2 separate regions of the Hordeum vulgare genome follow, and region 2 is linked to region 1. A link is a contact called in public Hi-C data. All regions are on one chromosome and are shown on one strand. The core of a region is the stretch at or near the end of the contact, and the rest is flanking DNA. Distances in the headings are between cores, read along the strand shown.

Evidence for each region. Hi-C and Micro-C count contacts between places; a contact is called where the count stands out from the background.
Region 2: a Hi-C map of leaf shows a contact between it and region 1, with 4 times the contacts expected there. The contact joins the promoter of LOC123407286 here to the promoter of LOC123407618 in region 1. A contact is called at or near these places in 3 of 6 Hi-C or Micro-C datasets (leaf and seedling) and 1 of 1 datasets of contacts at active chromatin or transcription factors (embryo).

The regions. Positions count from the first base shown.
Region 1 is chr7H:544,146,801-544,153,740 of MorexV3_pseudomolecules_assembly, forward strand. It overlaps LOC123407618 (amino acid transporter AVT6A-like), which reads right to left and starts at 4,242. Exons shown (of 6, transcript XM_045100785.1): 1 at 4,047-4,242; 2 at 2,876-3,311; 3 at 2,195-2,347; 4 at 1,891-2,094; 5 at 1,345-1,810; 6 at 706-1,254. The coding sequence starts at 3,296. The coding sequence ends at 1,122.
Region 2 is chr7H:544,278,219-544,285,158 of MorexV3_pseudomolecules_assembly, forward strand. LOC123407286 reads left to right here and starts at 4,357. Exons shown (of 1, transcript XM_045100392.1): 1 at 4,357-5,688. The coding sequence starts at 4,408. The coding sequence ends at 5,400.

The sequences.
Region 1 (6,940 bases), core at 2,992-5,491:
GTTGGCTTTCTTGAATGCTGGGCGTCTGACCTTTCAAAATGCAGAGAGATTCAGCTCAGGAGCTAGGCGCCTCTTGGCCACAGCAGAAGGCAAAAACAAATGATATGATGAATCTCTTTTTCTAACTTTGGCTAGTTCTACCTCTATCACTCATAACCCATTGACAATATAGAATGATGCGGTTGGAAGACAAATCTGTATACATGAACATACTTGTTGGCCACCTGTACAAAGAGGTGTTTCTGAATTTCACTTCCCATATTTAACACATCAAAGGTGACCATCCTACTTTTGAGCATCATTGGCAGTCAACGAGTCACTTTTGAACATCATTGGCACTCGATGTACCTCTGTTCGTAAATACAAGTCTTTTTAGAGATTCCACTACAGACTACATACGAAGCAAAATGAGTGAACCTATACTCTAAAGTATGTCTATATAAATCCATATGTAATCCGTAGTGGAATCTCTAAAAAGACTTATACTCCCTCCATCTCAAAATAAGTGTCTTTAAGCTTAGTACAACTTTGTACTTTGTACTAGATCTAGTACAAAGTTGTGACACTTATTTTGGAACAGATGAAATATTTAGGAAAGGAGGGAGTAGTTGGGTTCCATTATGCGGAACAGAACAAAGCTCACCAGTTCATGCAAATATCTGCATGCAATTTATCAAATCTACAGGTTTCCTCAGAAGAAAAGGATGGTAACAATGGCCACTTCATTTTTATTCGGAACCTCAAGTTTAGGTTCGAATGAAACATATTTAACTCAACTCAAATACTAGGAACACTGTACATAATTCTAGAGCAAGCTTTTCTGCAGCAATGCTTTCTTTTCTATCTGGGGTGGGCACATATATTCGCGCCAAAAAAAGAACATACATATATTGCAAGTGGCTCAATTCGACGTTGAGCCAGCTTATATACACAAGACCTGACAATTTCAACCATCCAATTCTTCCATGTGACAGGTCTCAATGCTGAGTTGCTGACCAAGCAATCATCTTGCTTTACAGCATCCCAGCAAACCATCTTCCTCCAAAGCCACTGAATTTTGTAATATGAAACTGTGCTTCCTCATCAGTGACACCCTTCCTTTGAACTTCGAAGTCTGAAATTTAGGCTACCTCTTTCCGACGGAAGATGTTCATTGCGTCACTGTATAGGGCAACAGAGTTTGAGACAACAGCAAGCACAATCATGGTTACAGCCAAGATCTTGTCGCGCTTGGTTGCGATTCCATACGGATCCCTTGAAGAAAAAATCCGAGTTTATGTGTTAATATGGGAGCGATTAGCAAAATAGGGAATATATTACCAATCAGAAGCATTATTTAGGTACCTTAATATGACCATCGCAGGAAAGATAAAACCGATCAAGACGGCAGCTGTGGCACCAGTAAACTGAAATGCATCCCAAATGCTTGGTATGAAGATGGCAGCAGTATAAATAACCACAAGGAGTGAGATGGTTATGATTGTAAATCTCTTATTGTCATGAGAAATGTGCCTCGACGTGGGAAAGAGTAGCCCATCCAAGTTGAGCCTAAGGGCAAAGAAGACGATTGGGAAGACAAGCATGACGTGGGCGGCATAGCTCACTCTGACTATGTCATTAAAGACAGAGCTGAACGGAATGCCAAGATTTGAATCAAAGTTGGCGAGCACATCATCCAGTGTACCCTCTCCAAAGAGAAGATAAGCAAAGAAACTTGTGGCAATGTAAACACTGGAGCAAAGTGCCAGCGATGTTCGCACAATTGGTTTAGTTTGTGTTTTATCCTCAAGCTCATTGTCAATGCTGTGAACTGTGGAATCATGAAAACATGCATTTAGAATCGACATAATTGAATAATGGCAAGATTAGCTGGGGAATAAAACTGCATACCGTTATAGTGGCAGATGTAGGCAGTGACAAGGACAGGTACAGCTGTAAAAAGCTTCCAGACAGAACTAAGACTGTCTATTTCTGGAAAAAGCTTGGGCATTGCTACAGTTCCATTGAAGACTTTGATTATGGCAATCCCAGCAGTAATAACAACAAAAATCACAGCGAGAGCAACTGATAGTGCAGATGTGTAGCTCAATGAATCTATAAGAAATGACAAGATTTAAGATTAATATCGTGCAGCTAATATTAGCAGACATGGTGAAAAATAGTTATTTCATGGTTTGCACAGATGAACACATACCCAGTCGTTTAAAGCTCACTAACGGAGCAAACACAAAAAGAGTTGTCACAAGAAGAACAATGGCACGAGAATTCCACAAATGTGCTCCAAACCAGCCCTCCAATATGCCACGATGATGAACACCGCCTGATGACGTTCCAGATAATACATCGCCTATCAAAAGTTTAATAGTCAGCGTTAATCACAGTTTGTGCAAATAGAACTGTCATTTTAATTATTAAGGTAAAAGATGTGACTTGAAGATAAGAAGCTGACTTCTAACTAGCTCAAGTTTGAACCGGTATCTTATGGTTTTTACTAAATTCCTCAGAATGACCAATTATTTCTTTGGAGAAGGAGCTAGGGCCATTTGCCACTTTGATAGTATACAAGTTGTTAAAGTACTTATGAGGAGCTCATGGACGAATTGTCTTGAAAGCAATGTACTAAAGAAACCCCAATCCCATAGCTAAGCAGTGAACTTATATGCTCCAAGTAAAAAATCAAGAACAACTTGGAATTATCCATGACTCGTCTCCAAACATAGGCCCTGAATGGTTCTATTAGTGGAATAAAAGATACTCCGGTGGAGCACTGGATTATCCATACCAAGTCCCGCTTGGTGAATTTAAGTTGCATGACAAAATGTTCGAAAGTAACACATAGAACAGGAAGGAGAAGTATTGAGCTTAGATGAAATACCAATGATAATCATGTAAACAATCATCACACCGATGTTGTTTATAACCACAGAAGCCTGCAACGCAATCCTTCCCCATTGTCCGTATGCCTCACCCATCAGCCACCCATATGACGTGATCTTTCCTTGGTGGCTGCACCTGATAAGCATGTCAATGGACGCCTCTGTGAGCAATGCCACAAAGACGATCATCAGAAGGCCAGGAATGAGGCCCAGCATCTTGATGCTGGCAGGCAAGGCCATGATTCCAGCACCAACGATGGTTGTCGAGAGATTGAAAACTGCCCCGGAGAATGAAGCTCCATTAAACTCATGGAATCCCTCCTCCTCCACCTTGACCGGAAGAAGCGGCGTAGTCTCATCTCGTATTTCATTGCGCGACATCTGCTGGCTCACGTCTGCTGATCCGTTCCCGACACCCATTTTCTTTTTCACTCTCCTGGAAGGGAAGGATTTCAGTCAATGATATAGCACAATAGACTATTTGATTTGGCTAAAATCAGTCGCTTTGTGTTTTCTCTCGATATTTTTTTCCAGTTTGTTATGAAATTTGATACACTTAACTTGATCTCCATCTCTTATGTATTTAGTTTAATCTTCAAATAAATGAAGGATGCCTTGTTTAATGCAAATTCCGAAACAAGACAACTCTGGTAGCTAGCATTCAGAAGACAAAAGTCACAGTAGTTCAGAGTATACAGACCAAAGCATCCTACAGCAACAAACAATTACGGAACCAAAGGGCTAGATGATGAATTTAAGGACCAAGATTCGCTAATAAGTAACAATATAAAGTTCAATCAACTGATGTCCTGCAGATGAGGCAAAATCACATGGAGAAATGATATCCAAACTATATGACCCAAGCACAGCCAAGTCAGCTGAAGCTTCTTTTTTTATCCAACACAATCCGGCCCGACCGACAAACACGGCATTCGATTAAATGTTCCTACATAGCCAAAGAAATGCAGTCCATGCCCAGTTGCCCACCTAGCACATACATCCAGTAACTGTCCTAAAAGTAACATCCCATTTAACACCGCAACTGACCCCCACACAACCCATTACCATCACAAATCCACAGCACGAACAGATGCGGTTTTCTCCATACCAGGCAAGAATCCTGACCAAGAACTCACGGCAAGGGGAAAAAAAGAGGAGAAAAGGGCGTTACCTTTCCAGCAGAAGTCTCACCGGGATCTGAAAGCCAAAGGAGCAGACGCGACCAGAGCCAGACAAAAGCAGAGAAGAACTTTGTGGGCTGTGGAGGGAAGGCCGCCTCTCTCTCTCTCTCTCTCTCTCTCTCCGGTCTCTCTCTTCCGCCACCAGGCTCCAGCCGGCCTCGTTTTGTAGCGAGGAGACGCGGAGCTGCCTCCAGTTAAGGCTTAATCAATCATTGCATCCATCCAAACCTCTCGCTGTCACGCGCTACAGGTCCCCTCGCTCGCTAGCCCGCCCGCCCGCCCACGAGTGGATGGATCCCGTCGACGTCGGCGGAAATAATAAAATCCGATTCGGGATCCCGTCCCTGTCTCGTGCTCCTCGGAATCTTGCAGGTGGGCGCGCGCGGGCCGGGGGCCGGCGAGGTGGTGTCGGCCGATTGGATTTGGGGGGGGGGGGGGGGGTGGAGTTTCGTCCGTGCTGGTCGCTAGGTTGGAAGACGGCGGAGGCGTTGCGCCAGCGGGGGAGGCGGGAGGGCGGCCGGCGGGGTGGTCGGAGCCTCGCATTTCCCGTGGCAACGAGCGTGACAGTGCCATCCGAACCAACAGCGTCTTTGTTTACTACACCACGCGTTCTCTGTGAAAATTGAAAAAGGACACTGCGCCAGTCGGCGGCTACGGCGTGAGAAGCTCTACTCCATCAAAATTAGTTTCGTTTCATTAAATTCATTTTAAAACAGTTTCATATAAAATTTGTAATCCTTTAAAAAAAAGATTTGACTTTCATTTAACTCCAGCTTCAAGAATAGGAAATTCAATAAAATTCTCTATTCGATTGGACGAGAGTAGAGAAACGAAGGGGTATCCACTTACTCATGAAAAATGGTGGATAATTTCCTTCCAAGTCCAGCGTCTACATTTTTGTTAAAGTACCTCCTAAAAAACATGAAGTTGTGCAGATGATTCTAATTTTTTATGGAATGGCATGTCGTGAAGCTATCCTGTTTGGCTTATATTTTTTAGAGCGCAGCTGAAGCGAAGTAGTCCTAAAGAGACCCAAATTTGATGTTTGGACCCTTATACCAAAGTTGATCCAGATCTAATCTATCTTTAAATTTTTTTGGGATCTGGTCATTTTTCTATCGCCAGGGTCCATGAAGAAAGAGTATAATAGCCTACTGCAGGACCCTGGCCGTAGGGGTGCACGCCCTACCGTAAAAAAATATCGGATACAATACGTGTTCGCAACTATAGTCGGGCACCTCGACGGTAGGGTTGTACATGCTACCGTCAGCCTATTTGGCAGTAGGGATGCGTCGTGCTGACATGGATAAGTTTCCTACCGCCAGGGACCTTGGCGGTAGGCTGTTATACCCTACCTTCATGGACCCTGGTGATAGGAAAAGGGTCAGACCCCAAAAAAATACAAACGAGGGTTAGATCTCGATCAACTTTCATAAGAGGATCAAACCACAAAATTTTGCCCTAGTCGGCCGGCCGACATTTTGTCCGGTCAATGCACAACCGTTGGATGCGAACCGCGTGGGCCATTGGATCCATCAACAGCAACAAAATGATTCACCCTACATTCTTCTTCCTCACGCAGTGTCGTGCCTCCTATCGCCTCCGATTGGAGCCCTGCGCCTCCCCGCCACTCCAAACTAGATAGTTGTCGTGCTCATCCCCGTCGTCGTGGTTCGCAGAAAGACACCACCAACATCTTATCCCGTTGAAGCATGTATGGTAGTTTCCGTGCAAAAAATGGATGTAGAAAAAAAAGTCACTGATAGTAGCAACAAATTAATGGGATTGCAGCAAAGACGTCTCGTCATCGTCGTTTGTAGCTTGTCGTGCAGGGTTGCAACGAATTAAGTTGTCGTTTGTACCAAAGGATGTCGCCGGTTCCAGCAAAAATGACGCATCTGATTCCAACATTTTGGTTCTGAAACAATACATTTTGTAGTGGAGTGGTCGACTGAAGATTTCTCAATCTCTGGTTGAAGCTTTTTCATCTGCGGGATGAAGATTTTTGTTAAACGGCTGCAACTTTCATGTGTTTCAAAGTCTGGTTGAAGCGTTTTTATCTAATGGATGTAGCTTTTTGCATCCATGGTTGTAGCATGGGCACCACAATTTGCAGTTATCTTGGCGCCGTGGCTACAGCTCCCCGGGTCGCCATGGTTGTAGCACGGGGGCACCTCGGTTCAAGCGTTTTGGCCTGTTGTCGGTTGCATAAAAGCAGATGTTGGTTCCAACATCGCCTATCGCATGATGTCGTGTTCACCTTCGATGAGAGATGGACCGACAACTACACGGTGATGGAGGATGTGTGCTTGATTCAAGCATGGGAGAGTGTCTCACTTGACGCCGTGGTCGGCAAGGATCAATACTATGACAATTATTGGCACATAATCGGGACAAATATCACCATATCTTGTTGTTCCCTTTTGGCCGGACTTCAAAGTCATTTCAAGGCCATTGGGATATCATCAACAAAACTTGTGGTTTTTGGAGTGGGTGCTTGGAGCAAGTGCAGAATGCACCTCCAAGTGGTGTCACTATTGATGATTATGTGGGTATTTCTTCATCTTATTGGCTTTGGCCGAGTTGATATGAAGTTTTTTAGATCATACTTTCCTCGATGTATTTGCGTAGGATTGCGTCGCAAATGAATATTTCAAGCAAAACGCGGGTTTCAACGCCCAATCATTCACTCTTCATCGTTGCTAGCGCTTGCTCCGATATAATGAGAAGTGGAATGTGAGGGACAAAATCTCCCCCAAAGAGGGATGCCTTCGTCAAATTGGAAGATGAGGATGATGATAGTGATGATGCACCATGAGGAGGGAGAAACAAGGGCAAATTTGAATGGAAACAAGAAGGAGAAAGCAAGAGTGAGGAGGATGG
Region 2 (6,940 bases), core at 3,107-5,606, 130 kb after region 1:
GCCTCATTATATCTTTTCTCAAAATAGCCACCATACCTACCTATTAAGGCATTTCCATAGCCTTTCCGAGATACATTGCCATGTAACATCCATCATCTCATGACTTGATCTTCATGTCATACATGCTTTTGCTTGATCATAGAGCCGCATGCAAGTTGGGCCTTGCCCTCATTACTGCTACATGACGCGCTAGTATTATTGCATATCCTGCTACATTGGCACATGCATACATTTGCATACATCATGATAGTTTTTCAATTGTCTTTATGTTGAGTACTTCTTATAAAGCGTGATGATTTTTCTTTCTATTCATGTAAAACATAGAGTGTTGCCCTTAAGTGAGGAAAATATCCCAAAGTGGACAAAACAAAAGATCCCAAAGAGGACAAATGAGAGATAAAAAGAAAGAGCCAAAGAGGCCACACAAAATAAAAAAAAGAGAAAAGAAAAAAAAAAGAAAAAAAAAGAGAGAAGGGGGCAACACTACTATTCCCTTTGAAAGATCCACACTTGTACTCCATTACTATATTGGTACTACATAGAGACTATCATTCATGCATAACTATGTGGGGACCCTTACACTATAGAACTTGGTTTGCATATTCCAATGACGAGCCTCCTCAAATGAGCTATAGGTCTTCATGAGCAAACAAGTTGGATGCACCCCCACTAGTTCCATTGGAGAGCTTACCTTAGCTCATATGTGCATCCGTTACATGGCAATCCATACTCCTCACATCATATCTATCATTTGGCTTTCTCCCGCCTATGCTTGTCCGCAATGATGTGAGCCTTTCACACCTTTTTGTCTTCCTTCCCCATCATTATTCTATTTTCCATCCTAAGTGCCAACATATCTTGCTTACGCTCATTCATTGCATGAGTGCTCAAAATAAAAAGGGAGAGGATCATTTTGACTTGTGCCTGACAAGTGGCCTGGGGATGAGTCAAAATAAGATTCCGAAGGAGACTAAGTGTGAGGTTTAGTAGATTGAGTTCTCAATTAAAAAATATATTTTATCTCTGAACCCATCTCCCACTTCTTGCATGCAAACACCATTTGGAGACAGTCGAGTCACGGACAACGAGAGCTCTTGCACCTTTATGTTTTTACTTTGCTAAACTCCATACTAGATATAGACTCTTGCTTGTTATTGTCTTGACTTGAATTGCATATCTCACTTGCTTTACTTTGAAGTTCTTATATGTGTGTTAGCATGTCACCATAGAAATTATTGTGTTATCATTTATCTACTCGAGGACGAGCAGAAATTAAGCTTGTGGATGTTGATACGTCCCAAACGTATCTATAATTTTAGTTTGTCCCATGATTTTCTGGGTGACATTGTTACATGTTTTGCTACACTTTTATATCATTTTACACATATTTGGACTAACCTACTAACTCAGTGCACCCAGTGCCAGTTTCTGTCTGCTGATGTCAATTTTGCAGGGGCTTTTACCCAATTTTTCGAAGCCCGAAAAAATTCAGAAAAAATATAAAAAAAATCAGCGAAATAGAAGCTTCTGGATCATCGAAGGAGGGCCATGGGCCTCCCAGGCGGCCTACTGGCGCGACCAGGCCCTAGGCCACGCCAGGAGGTCGCTTGGGTGGGTCCCACCTCCTTCGGTGCCCTCCTTTGTCCTATATTTAGAGTCCCGAGAGGAAACCCTTGCAGACTTTCAGGAATTGCGAATTTCTCCATCGCTCCGTCACCGCAGCGCTTCCAAGATCGGGAGCGTCACGAGACCTCTTCCCGGCACCCTACCGGAGGGAGGATTGACCTCCGAGAGCTTCTCCACCACCATGGACGCCTCCCGGATGTGCCGAGAGTAGTTTCCCTTGGACCATGAGTCCGTGACCAGTAGCTATGTGATGTCTTCTCTCCAATCTTGTGCTTTAATGGTTAGTCCTTGTGAGCTGCCCTACATGATCAAGGCATATATGTTATTCTCTTGCTATTACTATGATCGGTTTGTTGGGATCCGATGGATTATGAGATTATGTTCAGATCGTTATGAGTCATATATTTGATTATCCTTTTATATTATGTTCCTTAGTGATTCATGCATGTTCTCCGTTGCTTTTTATTGCTTTGGCCAAGTAGTAGATCGTAACTCTAAGAGGGAGCGTTATGCATGATTGTGGGTTCGGGCCCCTCGATGTCTAGATTGAGTGACAGAAACATGAGACTAGGGGATGTGTTTGTTGCCACCAGGGAGAAAACAATGGTGCTTATGACCATGATTGCAAGGATTGTTTACCTTACACATAGTTCGTTAATGCAGTTGTCCGTTGCTTTGAGTTTACACTTTGGGTGGGGCTCGCAACTTAATACTGGAGAGATGTTATGGATAGATATCTCAAGGTGGATGAATAGTAAGTAGATGCTGATGAATAAACGGTCTACTTGTCTTGGCGTACTGCCCATTACTATTGAACCTCTAACTATCAAGGAGCATAATTAGCATTGCGGTGCGATCATAATTCTGTCAATTGCCCAACTGTGATTTGTTTACCCTAGCATAGTTGTTTATCGTCTTTTGGGAGAGAGACATCGCTAGTGAACGTCATGTGAGTCCGGTCCATATCACCATCATTGTTTACACCTCCATCATTTACCGCTTTCATTTACTTTCCCGTTGCAATCACTATTACTCCCTCCTTTCCGGTTTATAGGGCTCATCTCAAAATTTTCAGATTTCCATTATATTAGGCTCATTTTGAGTCTAATTGAGCTAAATTGCTTTGAGTCCCACACCATATTTAATACATAGAGTTTAGAGAAAGGAGATAAGTGTCTATGCATACATCGTTTTCTACATCCAGTATCCAAGTCCAATGAGAAGGAGGATGCTACATTTATTCCCTTGGAAATTGAATATGTGAGAAATATTTAATTGGGTAGTTAAAACTAGTGTCATTCACTCACTATTCACCTTGGTTGATGAGATTTCAAATTTGAGCCCTATAAACCGGAAAGGAGGGAGTACTATCCCGCTTGTGTTTTGATCCTTTGCAAACTACAAGACCGGAGAGATTGACAACCTCTCTGTACTCGTTGGGAGCAAAGTTATTTGTTGAGTGTGCATGTCCACGTCTTCTGCTAGCGCCAGGGTGGAAGACACCTACTTGTTGAGCCTAGGAGTCCTCCTGGTTCGATAAATCTTACAATCTCTATGTGAGGGAAATTTGCTGCTCACTACATCTGCACCTTCCACTTGGGGTATCCAACGAGGGGCGAGAAGTATATACATCATCTCGTCATCACCTTACGGAACCTGCCCGGAATGTCCGGCCCCCGGAACTTCCGGTCTGACCCGAAACTTCCGGCCTACCTGCGCGCAGCCACTCGGTTCCGAGTACCCATGTACCCCTTCGACCTCTATTTCAACGTAGACTATAAATACTCTTCTGCTAGTTTCGTTCTAGGGTTAGCTAATGTTTTGACAACCTATTGTTGAGCTTAGCTCCATCTACTATCCTCCTCCCATGGAGATGCCCTCCATGTGAGAAGATCCATAGAGATGCCAAGGCCCCTCTTGTAGGGAAGATCCCCTCGTGGATACAAGACCCCTCTCGTAGGGAGGATTATCAGTTACGTGTTTTCTTTTGCTGACTTGAATCTATGTACCTCTTGTGTTTGAGTGGATCTCGTGGATGTGTGATTGGAGATCGTTCTTGAGTTTGTGTGTTTCTCTTGATTTTCCCCCCTTTTCCCCTTCAAGCGTGAAAAGATCGATACCCATGGATTTGCCCCGTATCAGTGGTGCTTATTTCCGTTCCAAGTTCATGAAAATCACGGTACTCACTCTTCGGTCAACGTAGATGATGGCGATGGAAGTGCTAGGGCGGTGGCGGTGGCGACGATCTTCGCAACAGTGAGAATGTTGTTTGTTTTCTCTATAACCCGTGGTCATTTTTTTATCACGCATTTGTAAGGCTAAACTTACTGCCTCGTATGTTGTGCATGATTTTGGATGTAATGAACTGGTGTTATATATATATAATAAATTTTATGTATTCATATGTAAACACTTGTCAATATTTGTCTTATGATTTATTTTTTGTTGTATCGGAGTCCTTCAATACGGAACAGATCCCGTAAACGCGTCAAAAAGTTTTAAAATAGTCCGTAAAAGATTTTTGCGGGACGAGGGTTTGTCGGATCTGCTAAAATGATGTGATTACGTATTATGAACATAGAAACGTATTCCGACGAAGGTGACGCCGTGACGGCGTGAGGACGGACGGACGGAGTGGGTGAGTGGCCCAGCCAGTTTGCCCACCAACCAGAGACGGAGACGCCACGCCTCCACACGACCACGACCGAGCCGGACCACCCCACCCCGCCCCACCCCACCACACCTCAATTCCCCTCCCTCCCGTTCCCCTCCTCTGCCGCCATGGCGGGGCTCGCCGACGAGTTCTTCCTCGGCATCGACGAGGACGGGCCGGGGTCCCTGGGGGAGCCCGGCTACCTCTCCTTCTCCGACACCTTCGAGGAGGAGCACCACTTCACCCACTCCGACATCTCCCCCGACTTCGACATCGAATCTCAAACCCTAACCCCCGACCCGGGCTCCCCCTTCTCCTTCGACTCCGACCACGACCTCGACCTCAGCCTCGGCCTTGGCCGCCTCTCCCCGTCCTTCCTTCGGATGCGCAGCCTCTCCCCGGCCCGCTCCCCGCCCTTCTGGGACTGCCTCGAGGAGGACCTCGCCAACGACCTCGAGGAGGACCTCACCAACGGCCTCGAGTGGGAGGAGATCGCCGACGACGCCGACGCCGAGGCCGGAGACGCCTCCGTCCCTGGGGGCGGCGGTGGGGGCGGGACGGCAGGAGGAGGAGGCGACGCCGATGCCGACGTGTTCGGCTTCCTCAGCGAGCGGGAGATCCTGGGCGTCATGGAGGGCATCGACAGCGGGGAGGACGAGTCCATGTTCTCCGACGAGCCGCCCTTCGATTTTGGCGACGAGGGCCGGGACCTCGACGACATATTCCGGAGCGTTGGCTGGGAGGTGCTGCCGGTGCCGCTGGACGACGATGAGTTCGAGGTGCTGCCGGGGCATATGGCGGACGTGACTGTGGGGGGGGCACCACCTGCGGCGCGGGCAGTGGTGGAGCGGCTCCAGGTGGTGGCCATCAGTGGGAAGGAGGCTGCACAGGGATGCGCCGTGTGCAAGGATGGGATCGTGCAGGGGGAGCTCGCCACACGGTTGCCGTGTGCGCACGTCTACCATGGGGCGTGCATTGGGCCGTGGCTCGCCATACGCAACTCATGCCCGGTATGCCGTTATGAGCTGCCCACTGATGACCCCGACTATGAGCAGCGGCGGGCGAGGCGGCGTTCTGCTGGTGGTTCCACAGCACAGTTGGGTACACCTATGCAGATGTGAGCAGGGGTTTCTTGGTGGCATTTCTTGGTTGCAATTCCATCCAAGTTAAGTGAGAAACCTCACTCTCTTGACGCGCTCAGTTAGGATGCTTGGAGGTTGCAGGGTCATACTTCTTTGGTTTTTAAGTGTCGATTGATGTAGCTGTTCTGAACTTCTGATTGGTAAGAACAATTGTTAGAGCTTCTGTATATATGTCGTGCTGATTCAATAACACAGAAAACCAAGTCGCTGACTCGATGCTTGTTTTATTCGTATTGTTTGTGACAAATCAATTAGCATTTTCTTCTACTGGACTACTGCTTTTTCTTACCGCATGAGTATCATAATATCAGAACATCATTATAGATGTTACTCTTCTGTACTACCAAATATCAATCTGGTATGCTTTAATAAAATCTCGGTGTACTCTTCTGTACTACTCCCTCCGTTCCTAAATATAAGTCTTTTTAGAGGTTTCACTAATAAAGTACATACGGATGTATATAGACATACTCTAGAGTGTACATTCAATCATTTTGCTTCGTATGTAGACCCCTAGTAAAATCGCTTAAAAGACTTATATTTAGAAACGGAGGGAGTAGATGTCTAGATGTAATTTCTATGTGGTGATTCTACTTACGCCAGGTTCTCTGCTGCACTATAAGAACTGTATGTTTTAATTAGCACACAGTACCACTTGCTGGAAGTTAAGTGGGAAACCTCACTCTATGACTGATCAGTTAGGAGGCTTGGAGGACACTAGTCATACTTCTTTGGTTTTGAAGTGTGGATTTTCTTAGTCACCAATATCTTTTTTAATTTGTATTGGTTGTGGCAGAATTATTTTTGTACTGGCCCACTGCTTTGCTTACTGCATGATTTACTGCCATCATAGTTTCGGAAATACATTATGTACTCCCTCCGTTCCTAAATATAAGACCTTCTAGAGATTACACTATAGACTACATACGGAGCAAAATGAGTGAATCTGTACTCTAAAATATGTCTATATACATCCGTATATAGTCCATAGTGTAATCTCTAAAAGGTCTTATATTTAGGAACGGAGGGAGTATATATTAGTATGTTATTCTCTGTAACAAGACTGAAAATTTTCAATCTAGTTTGCTTTAATTAAACCTGGGAGTTACTTTTCTGTACTATATCTTATACTCCCTCCATCCCAAAATTCTTGTCTTAGATTTGTCTAGATATGAATGTATCTAGTCACGTTTTAATATTTAGATACATTCATTTCTAGATAAACCTAAGACAAGAATTTTGTGACGGAGGGAGTATGTAGTTTCCGTATGGTGAGGCTACTCATGTGAGCTTCTCTGCTGCACTGTAAGTGTACTGTGGTCCTTTAATTTGCACACAATACCAGTTATTGGTGTTTAGTAGTGCCAAATGAGTCATTAAAGTTCTGTTACATTTGGAGTGGTTGGAAGATCATTGTGCTGAAAGTCAGCATGGCCCTTCCAAAAACGGAAGAGTTGGTTACTGATTCTTATTTACTCATTCATGTTCAGTACTCCCTCTGTAAAGTAATATAAGACGT